Regions from separate parts of the Sus scrofa genome. Here region 1 is linked to region 2. A link is a contact called in public Hi-C data. All regions are on one chromosome and are shown on one strand. The core of a region is the stretch at or near the end of the contact, and the rest is flanking DNA. Distances in the headings are between cores, read along the strand shown.

Region 1 (5,393 bases), core at 72-2,571, 48 kb before region 2:
GCGGTGACATAGGCCCATGGCTGCAACTCTGATTAGACCCCCTAGCCTGAGAACCTCCATATGCTGCATGTGCAGCCCTAACAACAACAACAAAAATCCCACAGAATCTACCAAAAAACCTAGAATCAATAAGAGAGTTCAGCGAGACCCTGGGTTACAAGATCAACATGTAACAGAATGCAGTAGAGAGAGAAAAAAAAAAGGATTCTTAAATTTAATCTGAATTCTAGAAGGAGAGAGAAACTGAGGTAGAGGATATCCTAGGAAAGATAGCTGAATTTCCCAGAACTGGTGAAAGTACAAATACACAGACTGAAGAAACACAGAGACTTTCAAAGCAAAGCAAAAAGAAAGCAAGAAAGAAGGAAAGCAGGCAAGCAAGCAAGCAAAATGGAAAAAAAAAATCCTACCTGGATTTCTAATGAAATTGCAGAACCCTGAAAAATGGAGAGGAGAAATAAACAGGGGGGAGATGAAAACAAAGTTAACAATATCAGGCTTAATGATTTGACTTAAGTAGTGCTTACTTGCCAAGCACTTACCTTAAGTGATTAATTCCTTATGGAAATTGTATTAGGTAGGAGCTATTATTACTTCCATTTTATAGAGGAGGAAATTGAGCCAAGTGAAATTGAGTTACCTGCCCAGGGTGGGACAGCTTATCAATGGTAGAGGTAGAATTTTGAACTAGGTAGTTAGTTTGTGTCATTAACCACCACACATGTTTGTCTCTCTAAAGGGCAACGGGAAGTCTTTGAAAGGTTTTAAGCAGGGGAGTAACACATTTGTTTTCCCCAAACAAATCATCCTGGCACCACTGTGAATAATGGATTAAATGGAGCTAAGAGTGGAAACGGGAGCTCCTGGAATAATGTACCTAAAATAGGGAGGGCCTGGATGAACGAAGGAGGTGGCAGACAAAAGAAAATAATTTGCGGGCTCTTCTGCGGTCGAGTCCACAGGAATTGGTTTTGGATTGGATTAAGGGGGTGAAGGAGGGTGAGGATGGTACCCAGGTTTCCGACCTGGGCAATTCGGTGGACAGTGAAAGTCATTCACTGAGGAGACTGCGGATAAGTCTGATTTTGGACACGGTGAATTTGCGGTGTAGAAACGCGGTTAGGACCAAAAGCAGAACCCATCAGTGGGGTTCTTTTGGCAGGGCGCGCGCACGCGCGCGCGCGCGGGAGTTCTGCGCGGCGGGGCTCCCCTCCGGAAGTCGCCTGCGCAGGCGCAGTGCAGAGGCGGGCGCCCCCTGGCGGGCGGCGGCGCGCTAGGACCGCCCCCAGCCTGGCGCCGCTGCCGCCCGCCTCAGCCCAACATGGCGATGCACAACAAGGCGGCGCCGCCGCAGATCCCGGACACCCGGCGGGAGCTGGCAGAGCTCGTGAAGCGGAAGCAGGAGCTGGCGGTGAGGGCTAGCACCGGGGGGCGCCCGGGTGGGGACCCCGTGCCTGCCCCTGCCTCCAGACCCCGGCTCCGCCGCGCCGGGCGGTTCGTTACTCGGTGGGCGCAGCGCGGCGCCCGGGAGTCCGGCGGCCTGAGGACGGCTGCGCAGTGCGCGGCCCGCCGGCGCCTCGGCTTCCAGGCGGTGCAGATCCGGAGCCGGGAGCCTGGGCTGGGGGCGGGGCGCGGAGCCGGGGAGGGGGAGGGGGACTAGGCGGGCGGGGGCGTGGAGGAAGGATGGCGCCAGGGGGTGGGGGCTTCTGTGCTGCAGCCCTGCTAAAGCGAGTAACCGTGAGCTCTGCGGGGTAGGCGAGGGCGAGCGGGTCCATGATCTTTAAGGAGTGCGGGGCGGGCGGATCGGTGGGCTGTAGATTGGTCCGGGCTTGCTGGTGGGCTTTAGGTGGGGTGGTGGGGTAGGAGGCGAGTGTGGGAGGGACACTCACACATCCTGCCTGGTCTTTGGAGGATGGAGGGTCTCGTCCTTTTGGGGACTAGGAGTAGATCCGTTAGATGGGGTTTTTGATGGGCAGGGATGTGATGTGTTTGGGAACATCTTAGGAGGTGACAGGCGAGGGGAGCGGACTCGGTTAGGGAATTAAGAATTGTGACACGCAGCCCGGGTCCCTTGGACCGTGGCGGCTAAGCCCTCCCTCCCCTCGCGTTTTGGCTTGGGCACCGGGAGGCCCATCTCACCTGAAGCTGCCCTTCCAGGTTTCCATAGCAACCGGCAGCCCAGTGCTGGCGGCCTTTCGGAGCCTACGGGGAGGGGAGCCAGTTGGCGCTGGAAGGCTGCTTACCCTTCCCTCTCCTGGTAGCAGTACCTTTTATGCGTGGGAGTGGAGACTGCTCTTTTTTTTCCTCCGCCCGGGTTCTTGACAGCTGGGTTTCCACGAAGCCTCTGAGTATATACAAACTTTTGTACATTTTTCTGGGGACAGGCTCTCTCTATTCCATTCTGTCCTCAAGGGATACAAGACAGGTATAGACTGCCTTAGTGTGAAACACCCTGCCCCTGCCCGTGTCATTCCTCCCTCCGCAAGGCTGGTTTGGTGTAGTTGAGCTTGAATTTATAAGTCTGATATAGACTTCAATTTGGGAGTTCCTGTCGCGGCTCAGCGGAAACGAATCTGACTAGTACCATTAGGATGCGGGTTGGATCCCTGGCCTCACTCCGTGGGTTAAGGATCCGGTGTTGCCTGAGCTGTGGTGTAGGTTGCAGACTTCGGCTGGAATCCTGAGTTGCTGTGGCGTAGGACAGCGGCTGTAACTCTGATTCGACCCCTAGCCTGGGAACTTCCAAATGCCTCAGGTGTGGCCCTTAAAAAAAAAAAAAGTTCATTTTGGTTAGGCTTAATGCAAGCATGTAAAAGGTATTAACCACTTCCTTATTTTTCGTCACTCAGGAAACACTGGCAAACTTAGAGAGACAGATCTATGCTTTTGAAGGAAGCTACCTGGAAGACACTCAGATGTATGGCAATATTATTCGTGGCTGGGATCGGTATCTGACCAACCAAAAGTGAGTGTCAAGCCTGTAGTATTTGTATGATGTCCTTGTAATATTTGTGCTTAGGACTGGGTAATTTCTTGGTAGTGGCTTTGCAGGGAGGCAGTAGTAAAGTGGGGTGGAAAGAGGTCTGCATTTGAGCTTGGACTCTGGCTCAGCCACTCCTGGGTAATCCCAGATAAACTCTACACCAGCCCCACACAGTCGGAGAAGTCCCGCCAATGGCACAGGGTTGTGCAATGCTTCAATGAAATACAGCATGTAATACACTCCTGTCATGTCATGAGTCCCAAGATTTGCTATACCTGTGTGGCAACTGTATCACAGTTTCATTTAGTAATATTCTTTCTAAAAAAAAAATTTTTTTTTTTTCTTTTTAGGGCCGCACCTGCAGCATATGGAGGTTCCCAGGCTAGGGGTTCAATCAGAGCTGTAGCTGCTGGCCTGCACCACAGCCATAGCAACACAGGATCTGAACCACTCCTGTGACCTACCCTACAGCTCACAGAAATGCCTGATCCTTAACCCACTGAGCGAGGCCAGGGATTGAACCTGCATCCTCATGGATCGGAGTCAGATTTGTTAACCACTGAGCCACACGGGAACTCCTAAAAATTTTTTTAAACTTGCTAAACTTTTTGGAAATTTCTCAAATCTGCAGAGTACTTGAAAGACTAGTTGATCTCTTGATACCCCTTACCAGCATTCAGCAATTGTTAACTTGTTGCCACATTTGCTTTCTCTCTCTTCTTTCTCCCTCTTAATATATAGTAACACACACCACTATTTCTATGCTTAAGTTTTTTTTTTTTTTTTTTAAATTGACACATAGGAAGTTGCAAAAATAGTAAGAGAGGTCCCATGTACCCTTCCCCCAGTTTTCCCCAGTGGTTGGGTTTTACATAACCATATAGTACAATAGCAAAAGCAGGAAATTGACACTGGTACAATGTGTATATGTAGTTCTGTCATTTTATCATGTCTATAGATTCCTGTAACCACCACTGCAGTCAAGATACAGAACTATTCTCTCACCACGAAGAGCTCTCTCGTGCTACTCCTTTGTAGTTAGTTATATCTCCTCTTCCGTACATATATGAAATATGTATTTATACATTTATATTATATATATGATAATTATACATATTATAATTATTTGCTAAAGCACTTAAAAGTTAAAAACAGATAACTGTGGCACTTTGCCCCTAATTGTGTCAGCAATTACCTCCTAAGAATAAGAACTTTTTTTTTTTTTGTCTTTTGTCTTTTTGTTGTTGTTGTTGTTGCTATTTCTTGGGCCGCTCCCTTGGCATGTGGAGGTTCCCAGGCTAGGGGTTGAATCGGAGCTGTAGCCACCGGCCTATGCCAGAGCCATAGCAACGCAGGATCCGAGCTGCGTCTGCAACCTACACCACAGCTCACGGCAATGCCGCATCGTTAACCCACTGAGCAAGGGGCAGGGACCGAACCCGCAACCTCATGGTTCCTAGTCGGATTCGTTAACCACTGCGCCACGACGGGAACTCCAGAACTTTTTTTCTTACATAACCACTTATTATCATGCCTAGAAAATTAGCACTACATTAATAGTATTATTTCATACACAGTCCTTATTCAGATGTCCCTGATTTGTCCCCCAGATGCATTGCCACCTTTTTTTTTTTTTTTTAATGCAGCTAGTGTTCGTGCATTGCTTTTGGCTGTTATGTCTCTTTAGTCTCTTACTAGGAGCGTCTCTCCCTTTTTGGTGGTGAATTTTTTTATGACATTATCTTTTTTCTTTTTCTTTTTTTTTTTTTGGCCATGCCCTTGGCATGTGAAAGTTCCCAGGCCAGGGATCTAACCCACACTGCTGGTGACAACGCCGGATCCTCAACTCACTGTGCCACAAGGGAACTCCCTGTGACATTATTTTGCAGAATGTTCCAATTCCAGGTTTTTCTTAGTGGGACTTAATGGGAGATCCTTTAAACATTGTTGGCAAAAATGTTAATTACCTATTTGTATACCTCCTGCTGTTTACCTCTATTTTATCAGGAGGCACATGTCAGATTGCCCCATTACTAGTCCCACTAAGTTGGATCATGTGATTTCACCATTGTAAATGTTCATTTTTTTTCTCTTTGTAATTAACAAGTAATTTCAGAGGTTGTATTTTTAGGCAGTGTGAAAATATAGCCCCCTCTAATTTTTATCACTGGTTTTAATATCCATTGTTGATTCTTTTTTTTTTTTTTTTTTTGTCTTTTTGCCTTTTCTAGGGCCGCTCCGCTCCCATGGCATATGGAGGTTCCCAGACTTGGGGTCTAATTGGAGCTGTAGCCACCGGCCTATGCCAGAGCCAAAGCAATTCGGGATCTGAGCCGCTTCTGCAAGCTACACCACAGCTCACGGCAACGCTGGATCTTTAACCCACTGAGCAAGGCCAGGGATCGAACCC
Region 2 (4,686 bases), core at 933-3,432:
AGCCCAAGTGGCTCAGGCTGAAGCAGAGGGGACCTAAGTCACAGCTCCCCTGAAGCCAAAGCATCAGGCCAGCCACACACACCCGATGTAGATAGAGCCAGATCCTCAAGGTTACTCTCGGTCATAGCTACAAAGCCCTCAAGAGCTGGGCCGGCTTCCTCGGGAGCCCAGGTCTGGGACAACAAGGACTCAGAAGTCTGAGACCCTCCCCGAAGAGCAGTGACAGTAACAACCACTACTACAGATTACTAAGCTCTTACTTCTCTCCAGGTTCTGTGCGCTTACTGCTCACAGCTCACAGCCTGAGGGGTGGGTTAGCCCCATCTCTGGGAGGAGGGAAGGAGCCTCCTGGAGGGGCGGGCTGGAGCCCAAGGCCTGATCCCTTAACCTTGTCACAGGAGAGAAACCGAGACCAAGTGCTGGCCCTCACAAAGAGCCTAAGGCTGCTCTGGAGAAATAAAGACTTGAGCTCAAATCCCTGCTCTGGCACTTAACAGTAGTGTGACCCTGAGCAACTCTCTGAGTCCCTAAAACATCCTGAAACCCACTCCCAAGAAGCCGTGAGGACTAAGAGAGCGTCCAGGCACACAGAAGGGCCCCCAGAAAGGGCTTTCCCTGCCTCCAGACCGGTCTGAGACGAGGTCAAACTCCTTCCTAAGGTCCTTTCTACCAGAGGTGCAGAGACACAGGGCCACCATTCCCGGCCACCGTCTTGGCCACAGAAGTGACATGTACCTCATGGCCACGTTGCTCCCATCGATGACCACGGGCCTCAGGTCACCACCCTCCTTGTCCTCCTCAGAGGGTGAGGGTTCCACGGTGGGAGCCTTGGGGGTGCCCCCACCACGGGGGACCAGAGGCAGCTGAGGGCAGGGGTCCGGTGACACCTGGCACTCCCGCTCGGCCGCTGACCCATGCTTCACCAGCTCGCCCAGCACTGTGTTGGTGTCTGCCTGGACCCCCAGCTTCTGCAGGACACTGTGGATCTCGGCAGAGGAGTAGCCCAGCTTCCGGAAGAAGTCAACCTTCATCTGTAGCTCCGTGGTCATCACCTCCTCGGCAGTGGGCTCCTGGGCCGGCCTTGGGGTCTCTCGGCAGCTTTTGTGGTCTTCAAGTTCCCACAGATTCATGGTGGGGCCGGGTGGGCCTCTTTCCACTGGCCACTCACAGCTCAGACTGGTGAAAGGCACTTGTCACAGCTCCTGGAGGACAAGCACAAAAGTTAGGGACGGGGAATGATTCTCTCCAACTCCCACCCCATCCAAGAGGATGAGGCCACACTAGGGGCAGTATGAAAAGCCATTTGGGGGTGTTACCTCTGTTATTCCTCCAAAAGCCCTCCCAGGGAGGGATCCTCAAGTCCCATTACATAAAGGATGAAACTGAGCCACAGACAGTAAGAACTTGCTCAAGGTCATCCAGCTGTTAGCGGGTGGGGCAAGGATTTGAACTTAGGCAGTCTGATTACTCCTCCCCCTCTACCCTCAGCCCTCCCCCTCCTCGACAAACTCAGGGACCCAGAAGTCGCGGGTGGCCTTCGAGGGCCTCGCCGCGCCCCCACAGCCGCGGGGCGGGGTTTTCAGATGGAAACCCGCTGGGTTGCAAGTGCGCTAGAAGGGGGGCGGGGGTTCCCCGTCGAAACCATCAACCATCGTCTTCTCCAGTCCGTCTGCCGCGTGCTTGGAACCCAGGCTCAGGAGGCGGAGGGCCAGTGGCCAGACGCCCGGACCGGGGGAGGGGAAGTTTCCGGGGCGACCCACCACCAGCGAGAAAAGTTGCCGGGAAACTCTGGTTGGCCTCCGGGCTCGGTGACGCGGAGGCTGTCCCGGCCCAGAGCCTCTCGCTCGGCTCCCCCTCCAGACTTCGGTCTTCCTACTCCCAGGATCCCCCAACTTGGGCTAAGTTGGAAGCGGTCCCGAGGACCGGCGAGGCCGGAGGGGACAGGCCCCACGTCCCTCCGGCTCCGGTCAGTCCCAGCCTGCGCCCACCCCACCCCCCCTCCGCCCGCCCCGAGGTCCGCGCCCCCGCCGCGCGCGCGCGCGCGCGCCTCACCCCACCGTGCGCCGGCCGCGGCGGGCGGCGTCTCCATGGGGCCGAGTCCCGGAGGCTAGGCCGGCGGCGCCTTTATACCGGGCGGGTGGGCGGGCAGGTGGCGTTCGGGACCGTGACGCGGAAGCTGGGCAGGGGAGGCGAGAGCCGGCCCGAGCGGCAGGGGGCGGAGCGGCCACCGCCCCTTCCTGCTCCGCCCCCTGCGCCGCCCCGCCCCGCCCTGGCCTCCGGCCCCGCCCCCGCAGCCGGAGCGCGCTCTGCCCGGCCAGGAATGTGGTCAGCGGTCGCCGTTCGCAGCCCCTTATTTGAGCCTCGAGGCGCCCCCGGGGCGGCGCGATCTGCAGGGCAGGAGTGTACGGCCAACAGGCATAAGGTAAGCCCAGGTTGGACCAGGTAAGCGATCCGAGTCTGGCGCGGGCTGACCGAGAGTACGGCAGTACAACACAGGTATAGCTGCGGTCGTTCAGACTTAAGTATGCGGAAGGTACAGTCTGGGGTGCATCGAGTGAATCAAGTGCACAAAGGTTGGTCCACACACCACGGGAGGCAGAGCCATGGTTATAAAGACAGGTACACCCAGGCGGGCACCTTTCTCATTGAGACAGGAAGACTCAACAGGTAACCGTGACTGGAGCAGGTACACAGAAGTGGGGCCCCACCCAGGGCCAAGTACATTTTTTTTTTTTTTTTTTCTGAAATAAGGACCTTGCTGGGATAGAAAGGCAGGTACAACCTGCCTTGTCCCAGCTGGAAAGACTTGCAAGCAGCACCAGGAGCTCCAGTTCCATGGCACCAGGTGCCACCTATGTCACTTTTGAAATCACCAGTGACCCCACCTAGCTAACTCCCTGCTTTGTTGCCTGGTCATCTTTAAAGACCCCGAAGGATCTCCACGTCAGTGCCCCCCAGGCACAGCAACCCCAGGAGCTGGCCTCCAGGAGAGAGAGAAAACAAGCCTTCCCCCAGATCACATCCAGGGCTGGGCTCCTCTCTGTGCTCCCCACCACTCCTGCTGAGCACTGTGTGTGCCGGTAGCCTTAATCTTCACACAAGGGCCACTTTTAGAGTTGAGAAAAGTTCAGTGAAAAGTGCTGTATATTTAGACATGTGCTCATGTGTAGTAACTCCCTTTAAGATAGTAAGAATATTAAATGAGTCCAGATTAATCAGCATAATGATGATAGTCAACCACAGCGATAATGCCTCGCATTTATGGAGGACTCACTGGGCGGCAGGCACGGTGCCAACGCCTTGCAGACACTTCCGTGCCTTTGCATCTCTCCTCCTCGGCCCAGGAGTGCTCTCCCCTTCTTCCCTGGCTACAGCTGCCTGGCCAATTCTGTTCCTCTTTTGGATGATGTCACCTCCTCTGTGAGGCCTGCCCAGACTCCTTTGGTGCTGAGTTGCTTCCTCCTTAGTGCTCCCACAGCACCCTGCCTGTGTCCCTACGTGCTGGATTGTGATTGCCTGCTTGGACCGCCTCCGGGGCCAGGGCCGGGCTGGGACTCCGCCTGTAATCCCTGGCCCCGTGCTACCCAGCACTGTGCCAGTGGGAGCCAGCAGGGCTGGGGGATGAGTCACGCAGCTCCGTGTCCTCCCAGAGTGAGCTGCAGTCTCGCTCTCTTCCGGCTTGTAAAGGCAGCTCTTTCCCGAGAAGCTGACTCTCTTCTGCAGAACGCAGGGCTGCTCTGGGGAAACCCTCCTCCACTTACCCCTGGATTTTGCACACCCCGGCCCCAAACCCCAGGAGACCTCTGGATCAAATGTGCCGAGCCCACACCCCTTCCTCTGCCTCTTGCATGCCGGTCCCAGTGGCTTGGCTTGCCAGCTTCCTTCCTGGAGCCTTCCTGCTCTCCTGCCATCTGCCTTCACCTGGCCAGCCTGGGCGGGGTCTGCAGAGTTCCAGGAATGGTCACCCACTAGATGGGCGATGGGGAGAGGTTGGAGAGGGAAAGGTCCCAGGAATTACTTTGCCCTTTGGTAACTCCACTGGGAAGCTCAGATGGGAGCACACAGGAGCTAGGTCACCTCTGTAGGAAGAGTGGGCAGACTGCCCCCGAGCCTTAGCAGAGTGGTTTTGCAGAGGTTCAGTTCCACAAGGTCTCTTGGAAATGGAGAAAGGGACAGATTCCTTTCATGTTTTGAGCTCCTAGTATGTTTTACATTTTATTTTATTTTTCTATTCTATTCATTTTCTTTTTTCTTTACTTTTCTTTTCTTTTCTGTGCCCATGGCATACATTTGGGCCAGGGATCAAACCTATGTCACAGTAGTGACAACACCGGATCCTTAAACACTAGGCTACCAGGGAACTCCAGCTTCCAGTATATTTTAAAAAGACTTGTCACAGTAGAGCTACAAAAATTGAAGTGTGGGAGTTCCCTGGTGACACAACAAGTTAAGGATCCAGCGTTGTCACTGAAGTAGCTTGGGTCACTGCTGTGGCTTGGGTTCAGTCCCTGGCCCGGGAACTTCCACACACCACAGGTGTGGCCAGAAAAAATTGAATTGTGTTTTAAAATTTAATCGAGTTTTCACTGTGGTGCAACAGATTAAGGATCCAGTGTTGTCTCTGTGGTGGTACAGGTTCAATCCCCAGTCTGGAGCAGTGGGTTAAGGATCCATTGTTGCCCCAGC

What was found. Hi-C and Micro-C count contacts between places; a contact is called where the count stands out from the background.
Region 1: a contact with region 2 is called in a Hi-C map of liver, with 3 times the contacts expected there. The contact joins the promoter of MEAF6 here to the promoter of ZC3H12A in region 2. A contact is called at or near these places in 2 of 47 Hi-C or Micro-C datasets (liver and skeletal muscle) and 1 of 2 datasets of contacts at active chromatin or transcription factors (alveolar macrophages).

The regions. Positions count from the first base shown.
Region 1 is chr6:93,584,910-93,590,302 of Sscrofa11.1, reverse strand. MEAF6 (MYST/Esa1 associated factor 6) reads left to right here and starts at 1,321. Exons shown (of 7, transcript NM_001243456.1): 1 at 1,321-1,411; 2 at 2,850-2,965. The coding sequence starts at 1,322.
Region 2 is chr6:93,538,830-93,543,515 of Sscrofa11.1, reverse strand. ZC3H12A (endoribonuclease ZC3H12A) reads right to left here and starts at 2,182. Exons shown (of 6, transcript XM_021095963.1): 1 at 2,058-2,182; 2 at 736-1,202. The coding sequence starts at 1,130.